Linked DNA regions of Pan troglodytes: region 1 is linked to region 2. A link is a contact called in public Hi-C data. All regions are on one chromosome and are shown on one strand. The core of a region is the stretch at or near the end of the contact, and the rest is flanking DNA. Distances in the headings are between cores, read along the strand shown.

Region 1 (6,492 bases), core at 1,782-4,281, 320 kb before region 2:
CAGCTGCTGGCCTCCAGCTTGCTAGAGACAGCTCGTTTGTTTATACATAAAAACAATTCCAGACCATTTTCCTTGTACTTGACATCTGTGAATCTGAAATCACTGAGAGTTAACTGTACACTTGATAGGTGCGTGAATTCCAGAGCAGTTGGTACCATGCTTTGGATACAGTTTATCCTCACCAAAGCTCATGTGGAAATTTGGTCCCCAGTGTGGCAGGGCTGGGAGGTGTTTGGTCACAAGGACTCTGCCCTCTGGGTGGCTCAGTGATGTTCTCATGGTAGTGAGTGAGTGCTCCCTCTGGGAAGCCTGGATGAATTCTGGGAATGCATTAGTTCCCAAGAGTGGGTTGTTAGGAGGCAGGATGCCCCTCTGATTCTGTCTCTTTGCCTGTGTCCGCTTCCCCCTTGAGTGTCTCTGCCACAACACGAGAGCCCTTGGTGGAAGCCAGGGCATGCCCTTGGACTTCCCAGCCCACAGAACTGTCAGTTGACTAAAGGTCTGTTCTTCGTAAATTACCCAGTCTCAGGTGCTCAGTTATGGTGATGCAGAACCTGCTACGACACAGAAAGGGCTTTCAGAATGAGTGCATCAGAGCAAAAGGAAGCTCCTGCTGTTGTCTCTGTCATCTCCCCTCATTTTGATGTGGGAACCAGCAGCTCAGGATTGTTACTGGTACCATCTCCACTTCCCCTGGTGGGGCCATTCCCATCACCCCTACTTTGCCCACTCTTGTTTCCCTGGGCATTTAATCTAGGTTTTCTTAGCCTGGCGCCCAAACATGCTATTAGGGATCTGTGTGTTGGAGAACTGTGCAGCGTGGTTCCGTGTGTTTGTGGCATTCTCAGATGTGTGTGGAGTGGCCATGGTACCTTCCCGCAGACTCCATTGTAGATTGTGAATGCTCAGCTGGCCTGTCCTGGGGGCCGGGCTGAGGGGCAGACACCCTGGGTCTTGGCACGTCCACCACGTTTGGCCTACCTCCTCCCTAGCACAGGACCGAGGCTTATGTGCTAGGAGCCGCCATGCTCCTGCCCGTCTGATGGGAGGCTGGTGGCCTCTTGGTGTTATTCTTGCCTTTACCCTTTCCTTGGTTAGGAGGTGGGGCCTCTGATGCGTTGTATTTGTTTTGGCCCTGCAGGTTTTGCTCTATGGATGGCCTGTTGTGTTTTCTTCTTTCCTCATGTGCTTTCTTCCCCCACAGATGTGCACGACTTTCCTACTATCCTAGTCCATCAGCCTTGGCTGGCTTTAGAGGCTATAGCTACTTCCTCTAGAGTCTCTTCCTCCCTTACAGAAATCTTTTATCTTGCCATGGTAAAATCCACCGATTTTCCCCTGCAGTTTGTCTTCGAGCTCTGATTAAGAAATCTGAATGTCATAAAAGACTCCATTTTCTAATATTAGCATTATAGCTAATACGCATGCATGTATACATATGTACACATGTGTATCAATGCCTATGTATTGTGCATGTATGTGACATGTACATCCACACTATAATGCGTGTCTATACGTACAGCATGTAAAGCTGTATTCTTCAGGATTTTAATTGCCAGGTGTCTGTTAAAAGTAAGAGATATTTGCTACCCTTTCGGTTTCTCTAATTTTTCTCTTAAGAGAAAGATTTCAGTTCCTATAACCTGTTTCTCTAACATGAAAATGTTTTGCTTGCTATTCCAGATGGCTTCAAGTTTCGGAAAGAAATACACATAATAATAGATTGAGTCCCATGAGCCCCAGGGCTGAATACACACCCTAAAAATGAAAGGTGCACACCTTAGATACGCAGCACGTAGTTGAATCACAGAAAACCTACCACCTTTCTGTATATGTCTTAAAGTCAGGGGTTGCAAAGAGAGGCATTGACCCCTATGGAATGGAGCATGTGGTGTGAAATGTAATGAAATCCATTGATCAAGATGAGATCAAAGGTCACCATGAGCTGCTGTCACTAAAGTGCAGGCCTGAACCCGAGTGTCCTAGTGGGAGACAGGCTACAGAAGCATAGGAAGCAGAGGTCTTCACCCACATTCAAGGTAAATGGTACAGGCGTACTCCCGCACGTGGCTTCAGGGAGGAGGTATGTGACGTGCTGTGGACTGATGGTGTGGGGACTGAAGAGGGGTCCCCGGGTATGTGTGGCGTCAGGCAGGAAGTTTGTGACATTCTGTGGAGTTCAGGACTGCTCTCCAGGGTCCCAGTAGAGAAGCACTCAGTGTGTTTAGTGGCCCTGCCATGTTGCCAACCTGGCTGCACCGTGGTGGCGAGCACTCCTGTGTTCCGCAGGCTGGTGTTTGTAAGTGGGTTCGTGCAATCTGTGCTGTTTGAGGTCAGAGGGCTATCATGACCTTTTCTGGGGGCCTCAACGTGCATTCAGGATTCAGGACTGATGGCGTCACCCTCCCTGCTCGGCTAGGAGGGCCCCCTTAGTTCAGGTCACCTGAGTGTGGGTTGTAGCCACAGCGAGCACCGTCTTTTCACTTGCACAGCTGCACCCGGCCCGTGGTGTTTTGAGTACCTGGGGCAGCCATCTTGCCATGTGGCACACGCAGCACACAGTCCCACAGGGACCTGCTGCATGTGTGGGATGGACTGTTGCTCCTGTGGGGGACTGTTGTGCCACCTTTCCGTGCTCACTTTCACCCACATGGGCAACCTGGCCTGTCCAGGTAAGTGCTGGTCTCATGGGGGCAGCTGTGCCTCCAGAGGGTGTTCTTGAAGAGGCTCCATGCAGGGGTTGGAGCGTGCGGTGCCCTGCCTGGTGCTGTTTTAGCAAGAAGGCGGCGCCCCGTTTGATGGGAGCTCAGTAGTCTGTGGGGCACTCGTGGCTCTGAGGACTTGCCTCTGCCTGCCGCCTGCTGCTGTTGTCCATGCGTAGGCACAGGGACTCTGTGCCAGCTTCCCTGTGTTTACTGCTCTCAGCTGGAAACTGTGGGCTCCCTGGAGGTGGAAACCATGACGGATGTCTCAGAAATCCCTGCCTCTGGGACGAGCGCTGGTGCACGTGTGGCCACAGGGTGGCAGCCTCGCGACACCGGACGGGCGCTTGTCAGGGAGGGACACCCGGGGCGGGGAGCCTTTCCAGAGACCTCTGCAGGGCTGCGTGCCAAGTGCATGTTTTATTTTATTCTAGACACTCGTCCTTGCGTTGAGGAGCACCCAGGACCGCACAATCACCCTCCTCACATGTCTCTGGGCCCTGTGGGTTCTGACAGCCTTCTGGAGGCCGGGCCAGGGCTTGCACAGCAGCCTCCGTCTCAGATTTTCTTGCAGTCAGCCTGGGCTGTGGTTTGGGAGGAAGGCCACAGGGTGAGGTTTCCTTCCCACACATCCTACCAAGGGACATGCACAGTATTTTCTTTTTCTTTTTATTTATTTTTTTCTTTTAGAGACAGGGCCTTGCCCTGTCATCCAGGCTGGAGTGCAGTGGTGCAATCATAGCTCACTGTAACTTCAATCTCCTGGGCCCAAGACATCCTCCTGCCTTGGCCTCTCAAGTAGCTGGGACTAGAGGCACATATCACCATGCCCAGCTAATTCTTTTTTTTTTTAATTATGGGGTCTTGCCGTGTTGCCTAGGCTGGTCTTGAACTCCTGGGCTCAAGTGATCCTCTCACCTCAGCCTCCCAGAGTGCTGGGATTTCAGGCGTGAGCCTCTACCCTGCTGTGCACAGCGTATTTGAAGGCTGTTTGATCACTGAGATTTTTCTTTGTCACTCACTGCCTGTCTTGGGGGTAAGGCCTGCCTGGGCTTCCAGCTCCCTGATGACAGCCTTGCCTGTACCTCTGCTTCCCTGGGCCGTGTGTCTGTCTGCACAGCAGCACCAGCAGCAGGACAGGGCAGGAGGCAGGCGTATGGAGTGGGCAGTTAGTAAAGGACCAGAGCATTGGGGTGGCTGAGGTTGTCTCTGCAGTTCTTAGTGCCAGGCGTCTTTTGAGGCAGGGAAGTTCCCACTGGAGCTGAAGCACCCAGGAGCCTGCTGTGGCACCGCGGGCTCGGGTTGGGCTGACTGGGGAGCCTGGGGGTACTGCATCAGCTGGCCTGGAGCCTATCAGAGGAAGCCGCTCAGCCCCCACCTGCGCGTGCGTATTGGTTGAGTGGGAGATGGAGCACACAAGCTGCTGTCTCCTCCATTCAGCTCCCTACGCTGCCCTTACCTGTGCGCTAGCTTCACAGGCCCACTAGTCCCAGCAGAGGCCTTTCCTGGGTGACAGGTGAGTGTTGGAGGCCAGGGCTGAGGGAAGGGGCTTGCTGGAGACAGACAGGCTGGTGGCCCAGGTCCCCGCTCCCAGGCAGGTGCAGGCAGCCCCTCCTCAGCACTGGCAGTGAAGACAGAGCTGTGTCTTGCACAGGGGCCTGTGGCCTCAGGGCACTCTCTTTCCAGATGACCAAGACATTCTGCAGCCAGCAGTGTGCCCTGGGCTCTTCCTGGGCTGGCTTCCTGCACCCCCAGGCCAGCAAGGCTGTGCATAGGTGTCTGGAACACTTCCTACTCCCGGACAGTCGAGTCACCCCACCCTTCTTGCTGTGAACCACCTGTGATGCTTTTGTTTAATTGCAGTCACTCATGACCCCAAGGCAGAAACCATCCTTACAGAACCAAATTAAGCTTTCCTGGAAGAAATGTTAAAAAGAGTGACTCAGCAGCTCCACGAGCACTGTGGCTCTGGAGATGGCGGCATGCAGCCTCACCAGGACCCCAGCCACCGGGCCCAGCAGAAACATCCATGGCTTGAGGCATAAGCATTCTGTCCAGCCTTCTGAGTGTTTAAGCAAAGTCCTATTTGTTAAAATTCCAGAACGGCCTGAGTGTCTCTGTCACGCAGCCTCAGGTGCTGAAATGAAAGCCATGTCCTAGGTAGGGAGGCCCAGGGGCTCTGCCCTTAAGAGCCTGTGTCGGCTGGGCACGGTGGTTCATGCCTGCAGCCCAGCACTTTGGGAAGCCAATGTGGGAGGATCACTTGGGTGCAGGAGGACGAGACCAGCCTGGGTAACATATTAAGACCCCCGTCTCTATAAAAAATACAAAAATTAAGCCAGGCGCGGTGGCTCACACCTGTAATCCCAGCAGTTGGGGAGGCAGAGGCGGGCGAATCACGAGGTCAGGAGTTCAAGACCAGCCTGACCGATATGGTGAAGCCCCATGTTACTAAAAATAAAAAAAATTAGCCGGGTGTGGTGGTGTGCACCTGTACTCCCAGCTGCTCGGGAGGCTGAGGCAGGAGAATCCCTTGAACCTGGGAGGCGGAGGTTGTGGTGAGCCGCGATCACACCACTGCACTCCAGCCTGGGCAACAGAGCAAGACTCCGTCTCAAAACAAACAAACAAAAACACAAAAATTAGCAGGTTGTAGTGCTGCATGCCTGTGTTCTCAGCTACTCGGGAGGCTGAAGCAAGAGGATCACTTGAGCCAGGAGTTTGAGACCAACCTAGGTGACATGCTATCTCTACAAAATAAATAGTTGTTGTTGTTTTTTAAAGCCCACATTGTAGCCAAGGAATTGCAGCTTGAGAAGATGCTGAGGAAAGCACACAGTCCTTCAGCTCCCAACACCCAGCAAGTCAAAGGGCACCAGCACATAGCAGGCTTATAGACCATCACACAGCACATTGCAGACAGCACACTGCAGACCAGACTACGAGAGCCTTGGGCAGGGCGGGGTGGGTTATGGGGCTCTTGGAGGAAGGAGGCACTGGTGCAGCGCAGGCTGGGCAGTTTGTGCCCCTCCATTCCTGTGGCCTAGGCTGTGCTGGTGCTGCGAGGTGGACGGGGGCCACCCTGTGATCTCAGGTCACCAGAGGCACACATCCTCTGAGTTTGTGGCTGTGTCTTCCAGCCTAGCTTGGCCTGTGCACTGTGGCTCAGTGTTTCAGAGAAGGGCTCCTCAGTGAGCAGCTTCATGTGAGGGCATGCAGGCTCCCATGGGTAATGCACAAATTCAGAGAAGCACAGTAGTGGGCCGCAGCTTCCCAGAGAGCACCCACATACAGCTTGGGTGTTGCAAACCTAGGTTGTGAAATTGTTGTTGGTTGTAACCAGAGTTTGTTTCTGAAGAGTGGGATAGGAAAACAGCCCTCTGGTCAATCTGTCCCACTGGTGCTATCTGTGAAGGGAGCCCCTTACTTCCCACCTGAGTCTCACCCCACTTCCCCACTTGCACTCGCACCCATCTGCTGGGCCTGGAGCTGCTCCCTCTTTAGGGCCATCCCTGTGCTCAGTCCCCTGTGGCCCTGGGCAAGGCTGGTCCTTCTCTGCTCAGCCGGGTGCTGTCAGGGAGGGTGAGCTTGTCAGGATCATTTGGGGGGTGATAGGCTGGCAGGGGTGGCATCTTGGAGGTGGCATCTCTCCTGTGGAGGGTGGGGTTGGAAGGTGAGCTTGTCAAGATCATTTAGGGAGTGATAGGCTAGAGGGGGTATGCCCTTGGCCCCAGCAAGAGTGCACCCCCAGGTATCCCCCCTTTCCTCTCCTTTTCTGAGGTCACGCTTG
Region 2 (7,005 bases), core at 1,409-3,908:
ACCTGGTTCTCGGGTGCAGCCACCCCCAGAGGAGAGAAGCCCAGCCCAACCTGAGCTGGCGTCTTTGAGACTGACAATGGAGGCAGCCACGAAGGCTGGAGGGTCCCTGCCCAGCCTGGCCCCCAAACCCCTCCCTCCAGTCAGCTCATCCCACCCCTCTTGGCTAAACCTCATCTGATCCCAGGGACCTCAGAGGAGAGAGAAAGGAATCCCTACTCCCTAGGCAGCGTTGGGGGAGCATCTGGGCCTCAATTACCCCAGGAACTCACTGCCTGACACTTCTTAACTCCCTAGTGGGTCTCCTTCCAGGGGCAGAAATCTGGGTGTGACTACCTGGGCTCCCCGTGCCTGTTTGGCCTGAAGACATCACCTTTGCCCCGGTGGTGGTGGGGAGCCCAAACCAGGAGCACAGAATCAGCAGGAAGGGACTTTTTATTATTATTATTTTCAGACAGGGTCTCACTCTGTCACCCAGGCTGGAGTGCAGTGGCACAGTCCTACTAGGTCACTGTAACCTTGAACTTCTGGGCCCAAGCGATCCTCCCACCTGAGCCTCCCAAGTAGCTGGGACTACAGGTGTGTGCCACCACACCTGGCTATCTTTGTAAAATTTTTGTAGAGATTATGTTGCCCAGGCTGGGGAAGGTACATTTCTTAACCCTAGGGCTGGCTATACAGGAATCCATTTTATTACTTTTTAAACTGTGCATGTATCTGACATACACACTTTCCTGTCTGCATTTTTTCACATTAAAAAAAATATATTTTAAAGGGGCCAGGCACGGTGGCTCACACTTGTAATCCCAGCACCTTGGGAGGCCGAGGCGGGTGGATCACCTGAGGTCAGGAGTTCGAGACCAGCCATGGCCAACATGGTGAAACCCTGTCTCCACTAAAAATACAAAAATTAGCTGGGCATAGGGGCAGGCGCCTGTAATCCCAGCTACTTGGGAGGCCGAGGCAGGAGAATTGCTTGAACCCGGGAGGCAGAGATTGCAGTGAGCCAAGATTGTGTCACTGCACTCCAGTATGGGCGACAGAGCAAGACTCCATCTCAAAAAAAATAAATTAATTAAAAAAAAGTATTTTAAAGGAAGAGGAGGCAGGCTCTGGTTCCCACACAATCCCTGCTCAGTGACCCTGGAGCCACCCCTGGCCACGCTCTGCCAGCAGAGAACCAAAGCCAGGTCCCTTCAGCCCTAAAGAGTCCATAACCACATGTAACCCCCGTGAAATGTCCGCACATGGCCCCGCTCTGGCTGAGCAGGGAGAGGCAGCACAACCAGAAGGTTCCACAGGCATCCACAACCCTCCCTGGGGCTTTCCAAGAGCATCTGAGATGCCTGTAGGGTGGGAGACGTCCTTCCCCTAAACAGACAACCCTGCCACAGCTTCACAGAGGTGAGATTTCAGAAGGGAGCCCCAGGCAGAAAAAGGGACTAAATTTGGGGGCAGGAGGGTCACCGCTTTTGGGGACCTTCGTAGCCCCCGCAGGTGCAGCCCTGGGGGAGAGCTCTGGCCATCGCAGCCTCCAGAGGCAGTGAGGACGCCCTGCTCAAGGGACAAGCAACGTAGGTGATGGGGGCAGCAAAGGGGCGCAGGAGGCCTGGGCCAGGCCCAGTGATCCCACCCCTCAGGCCCTGCCCCCGGGCCTCGGCCTGCACAAATCAGGTTGATTCCCGACCTCCACAATACCCAGGGCACTGTGCTGCAGGGACACTTTCCCACAAGCCCAACCCCTCACAGCAGCACAAGGGAAGAGGCAAGAAGACCTGAGGGTGGTGGGCAGAGCCAGGCCTCCAGCACACGGAACAGAGAGGGATGGCAACGGTCCTCTGTTCAGGTGCCTGAGAGCGGGATCTCCTCCGCCTCAACTGGATCTCAGCTTAAAGGCCAGTTCATTAGAGACCACTGTGACCTCCCTTCTGGGCGGCCGTCCCCAACCCTGGGCCCCACCCCCACGGCCCCGGCCTCCCCCCGGGGTCCCCAGGCCACCTCCTCCTTTGCTTCATCTGCGGCCAGCTCCCCAGCGTCTGCTCCGGGCCCAGGTATGAGCCCGCGCGTCACTGCGGCCGCCGGGGCGCCGAGGCCAGTGCGGGGACACAGCAAGCCTCCCGCCTTCGGACCTTCCGCCGTGGCCCCGCGAGTGCCACAGGTTTCCACAGGGCCGGGGCACGCGGACCCGCGCAGCCTGGAAGCCAGGGACCCCAACCCCGGCGAGGGGCGCCTCGCACCCCCGTCCTCACGCAGTCCCCGAGGCCTCCCGGTGACTGCCGGGTGTGGGAGGAGGAAGGTGGCAACCAGCCCCGCAGCTCCAGTTGCTGCAGGAGCCCCCCGGGCCTCAGTCTCCAAATACGCCAAACGGGCGGGAGTGAGCCACAGGGTGTCTTCGCGGAAGACTCACAGGCGCAGGCGCAGACGGGTGCGCGCCCCTAGGGTGCGGGCGAGCTAAGACCGCGGCCCGGGGCGGGGTGTCCCCGGCCCCGCCCCCTGCAGCCCTACCGGAGCCAGCGCGCCTGCGTCGCGGGCGCACGGTGGGCGGAGTTCCCGGCGTCTCCGCCCCTTACCCGGCGTGCCCCGCGCCCGCAGGCGCTGACGTGGCCGCCGTCAGAGCCGCCATCTTGTGGGAGCAAAACCAACGCCTGGCTCGGAGCAGCAGCCTCTGAGGTGAGGGCGAGGGGCGCGGGCCGGTGTGGGCCGCAGAGACGTTGGAGCCGGCGGGGGCTGGGGACTGGCCTCGGGGCGACTTGAGGTTCGCGAAGGGCACGTCGACCCCCGCGGCGGCGGCGGCGACAGGGCCGGGCCGGGGGCGGACGCAGACGGGCCGGGCTGAGGCTGGGGCCCGGCCGGAGTCGGGGCTGGGCGGACGGGCGGGTCGGTGAGCTCCTCGCACCCCTCACAGGTTCCCGAAGTCGCTCGCGGCCGCTTGTCCTCCTCTGCCTGTCTCTGCCCCCGCCCGTCGCCCGGAAGTCCGCTTGGACGCCGGGCTCTTCTCCAGGAAACCTGGGCTTCCTGCTTCCCTCGCCTCTGCCTTTCTCGTTTCCCGAGGCCGCCCGCGCGTGGACGGTTGGGGTTAGCGGCCGCGGGGGCCGGTGGGGGTCGTGGGGCCTCCCCCACCCGAGTACAGGCGAGCGAGCGGCATCCGGGCGGACCCCCGCCTCGGGGACCGGGAAACTGAGGCTCGGGCGGCCCCGAGACGCCGTCAAGGTCATGTAGGTGGTGGGGGCTTGCACCTTCGCCTCCCGACTCCATCCAGTTCGTGTTTGCTGTGAGGACGGTACCGGGTCAGGGGTGGTGAGAGCGGGCGGGCAGGTGGACAGGAACCCCGTGCCCTTCCCTGTCTGCTGAACGGAATGCGTGGACCTCCGGGGGAGCCCAGAGTGCCTCCCTTCACACCAGTGAGACGCAGTTTGGGGTCAGCACTCAGGGCACCGGTGGCCTCCAGAGGGCCGGTCGATCTTCGCTTTAACTCCAGGGTGGTTTCCTTGACGTTGTCGGCAGTAGATAAGAAGGCCTCTTCTGAGCTGGTGAATCTTTAACCTACCTGAATCTTTAACCTGCCTGCGGAACGACCTGCTCGCAGACTCTAGGCCGCAGAGGCCGGCCCCAGCGCTCTCTCGGAGCACAGCCTGGGTGGTTACGGCGTGTGAGATTGGGGCTGGACAGCCGTGCGCACCTAGAGTGTTAAATAACCATTCCGACGGCACCTCCTGGCACTCCCTTTCAGTCCAGGCAGCCAGTTGCTGCTTTGCAGGAATTGAGCAGAAATGCACTCGGAATCGCGGGCAGGAAAAGAAGGGAGGTCGGAGGCTTTGGATGGTCCCCGAAGTCGCCGCCTAGTTGAGAGCTGTAGAGTTGGTGCCACTGCCCCTGTTGGAGTGGGCAGTTGTAGTTCTTGTTTCAGAACTAGTGGTCAGCAGTTTTCTTTGCCGGCTGTTGCAAGGCTGATGGTTCTGGCGTTTTCCGCAGTGTGTTGGGAGGAGTGTGAGATGCCGCGGTGCAGTTGTGTGCGGCCCCTGTGGCCCTCTGCTGTTGCGTTAGCCATTGTCTAACACGTGTGACCGCATGGATGGTGTCCTCATTTAATTTGAATTTTCACCAGCACTGCCTAGGTAGCCAGAACCATAAGGTCCTGAAATGCCGTACTATTAGCTGGGTCCAAAATTGAGAAGAATTGAGTAGTGTAAATGTTAGTCACACATCTGATTGGACACATTGTTAGAGTGTGTTGTCCATGTTTTCACATGTTGGTAGACTGGAGAATAGCTGTCACTTGTCTTCAGGTGTATCTTGTTGAAAATAAATCCAAATCACTGCAGCAGTAGGAATATGCTGTTGCCTGTGAGGCAGATTTTCAGATTTGCTAGTTGAAAAAGATTTGAAACAGTTGGTTTGGACAACAGCTGAGTCACACAATGACTGTGAGTGAAAAGCAAAAACTGGTTCTGTGCCCCTCACAGTTCTGGTTTTGTACATCATGTGGTCTAGCTATGCGCTGTACCTCTTGCACAATATGGAGAGGACATTCAGACATCTTCAACTGCTCATCTGCCCCTACGGACCAGACAGGCTTGAAACTATAGGAAGATGCATTTGACCTTTCATTTTTCACTTCAGTAGAATTTAATATGGACTGTCAGCTGCTGCGGTGATCATGGAAGTAGACCTAAGAGAAAAAAACTTGTGCAAGTTCACACGTGGAGTAGTATATGACCGTGGTTTCAGAGAATTGAAGCAGTTCTTTTTAGATTCTTCAAATTAAATGTCTCCTTGGTGTATTTAAACCTGCTGTTACTCACAGGCCAGGCTCCACCAAGCTTTCCTACACACTTCTTCCTGAGCTGTGACCATTCTCCTGAGCAAGAGGCTGCAGCCAGCCTGGGCTGGCGGGCCCATACTGTCTCTCATAGGCATTCTCTCCCCTTGACCTTTCACTTCCATAAATTCAAGAGGGTGAAAGGAAATAGAGTGCACTGTCAAAGGTAATTGGGAGAGAAACACGAAAAGGCCTCGCAGTGGGGATCTTAAATTATGAGAAATTGTGTTTTCTGTGTTGTGCCTGCTCCTCATTGGCGCGGATGGTTGGTAGGGGCATTCTGCCCGTAGCGTCTGAAGTGGTCTTTTGGAAAAGATTTGGCCCCTTCATGTTGGGATTTCAGGACTTGCCTTCATCCTCAGGTTCATATTCTCCTGTGGTTGTTACAAGCTCTCTAAGGCATAGTTGCACTTATTGCCTTACAGCTGCGCAGCTGCCGCACCGTCCAGATAGGTAGTTTCACATTCTCAGGTGGGTCAGATGACCTTGTTAGCGACTTGACAGACATGTCCTGGATGCTCTTTGTTCCCAGGAGGCTCTCAGGTCCTCCCCCAGGGTCCTGTCACTCAGCCACCTACAGGGATGGGGAGACAGTGAGGCTGGCTGATTAGCCATAATGTCCTTGACTAATCCTGGTTTCCTGGTTCTCACACAGTGGTAACAAGGGCTTGCAGCCGGTTGTCAGCCAACAGACTGGGAAGGGTGGTGCTTCTTACAGGCCCTGATAACAGGAGAAGCCTAAATGACAACAAGAGAAGAGACAGGGAAAGCATAAAAGGCAGGCAGATTTTCACAGGCACAGCAATTGAAAATGATTCTGTTTAGAAGGCAGACATTCTCCCACACCCTTGAGGCCCAGGGCTCACTGCTAGTGTACAGCATGAAGTGGACAGGAGAGTTGATTCAGTCCATGAACATTTCAGGAAGTTAGAAGTCTATAGTTGTGGATTGCAAAATACATATCTGGCCTGCCTCCCATTTCCTGGCTAAAATACTTGGAATCTCCAAAGTGATGATGTCTTTTTGTACCCTAATGAGTTGACCAGTGATGGGCAGCCCCTATGAAACTTCAGGGTAGGGCTAGTCACAGGGCCAAGGCAGGATTAGAGGGTTTCAGCCCCACCCTCCAATTTTCCCAGAGTGGAGAGGGACTGAAGATTGAGCTGGTCACCAATAGCCAATAATTTAATCAATCACACCTATACCATGAAGTCACACTTTTGCCTTCAGTAGTTAACAGCATCTACAGCCCCATGTTTCCACATTTGTACAAAGGAATGTTCAGACTGAACCACACTTAAGTACAATTTTGAAACAGCATGAGGCTGGGCGTAGTGCCTCACGCCTGTAATCCCAGCACTTTGGGAGGCTGAGGCGGGTGGATCATGAGGTCAGGAGATTGAGACCATCCTGGCGAACATGGTGATACCCCGTCTCTACTAAAAATACAAAAAAATAGGCCAGGCGTGGTGATGTGCGCCTGTAGTCCCAGCTACCTGGGAGGCTGGGGCAGGAGAATGGCGTGAACCCGGGAGGTGGAGCTTGCAGGGAGCAGAGATCGTGCCACTGCACTCCAGCCTGGGCAACAGAGCGAGACTCGATGTCTCAAAAAAAAAAAAAGAAAGAAAAAAAAGAAACAGCATGAAATTCCTTGTTGATGGGAAATACCCAAAAGGCCTGCCTGGGCTTTCAGAGAGCTTCCAGAAAGCTGAATTCATGGAGGTTCCTGGAGAATGGCACACCCAGGAGGGAAAGGTAGCGCTGTGTCTCTTCCCTCATACACCGCCCACTGCATCTCTCCATCTGTATCCTTTGTAACATCCTTTATGAAAAACCAGTAACCTTTAGTGTTTTTCTGAGTTCTGTGAGCCACTCTAGCAAATTAATTGAACCCAAGGGGAAGGAGTTATGGGAACCCTGATTTATAGATGGTTGTCCAGAAGCACAGGTAAAATAACCTGGAGCTTGTGATTGCCTCCAGGTAGACAGTGTCAGAATTGAACTGAATTAAATGACACCTAGCTGGTGTCTGCTGCAGAACGCAGAACTGGTTGCTTGCTTGGCATGTAGGGAGAAACCCCTGCTCATGTGGTGTGAGAAGCGACCTGTGTTATAAGAGTGTGTGAGAAACTGAGTTTGGGTTTTCCTATGTCCTCAAAATAGTATATTTTGAAAGCCTTCTAGGCAGA

The links. A called contact is a pair of places that touch in the nucleus more often than the background predicts.
Region 1: a Hi-C map of stem cell-derived neural progenitor cells shows a contact between it and region 2, with 2.7 times the contacts expected there. The contact joins the enhancer-like site here to the promoter of ARF1 in region 2. A contact is called at or near these places in 1 of 7 Hi-C or Micro-C datasets (stem cell-derived neural progenitor cells) and 1 of 1 datasets of contacts at active chromatin or transcription factors (stem cell-derived excitatory neurons).

What each region holds. Positions count from the first base shown.
Region 1 is chr1:21,594,315-21,600,806 of NHGRI_mPanTro3-v2.0_pri, reverse strand. The region is part of intron 3 of SNAP47 (synaptosome associated protein 47); the gene reads left to right. Among named protein-coding and RNA genes, the nearest start is that of JMJD4, 27 kb to the left of the region's middle. Within about 2 kb of position 3,031, at least 11 of the 24 cell types and tissues checked have an H3K27ac peak or open chromatin away from gene starts, as enhancers often do. A contact at or near this core is called in stem cell-derived neural progenitor cells, where this site is marked.
Region 2 is chr1:21,272,117-21,279,121 of NHGRI_mPanTro3-v2.0_pri, reverse strand. ARF1 (ADP ribosylation factor 1) reads left to right here and starts at 2,658. Exons shown (of 5, transcript NM_001280307.1): 1 at 2,658-2,752.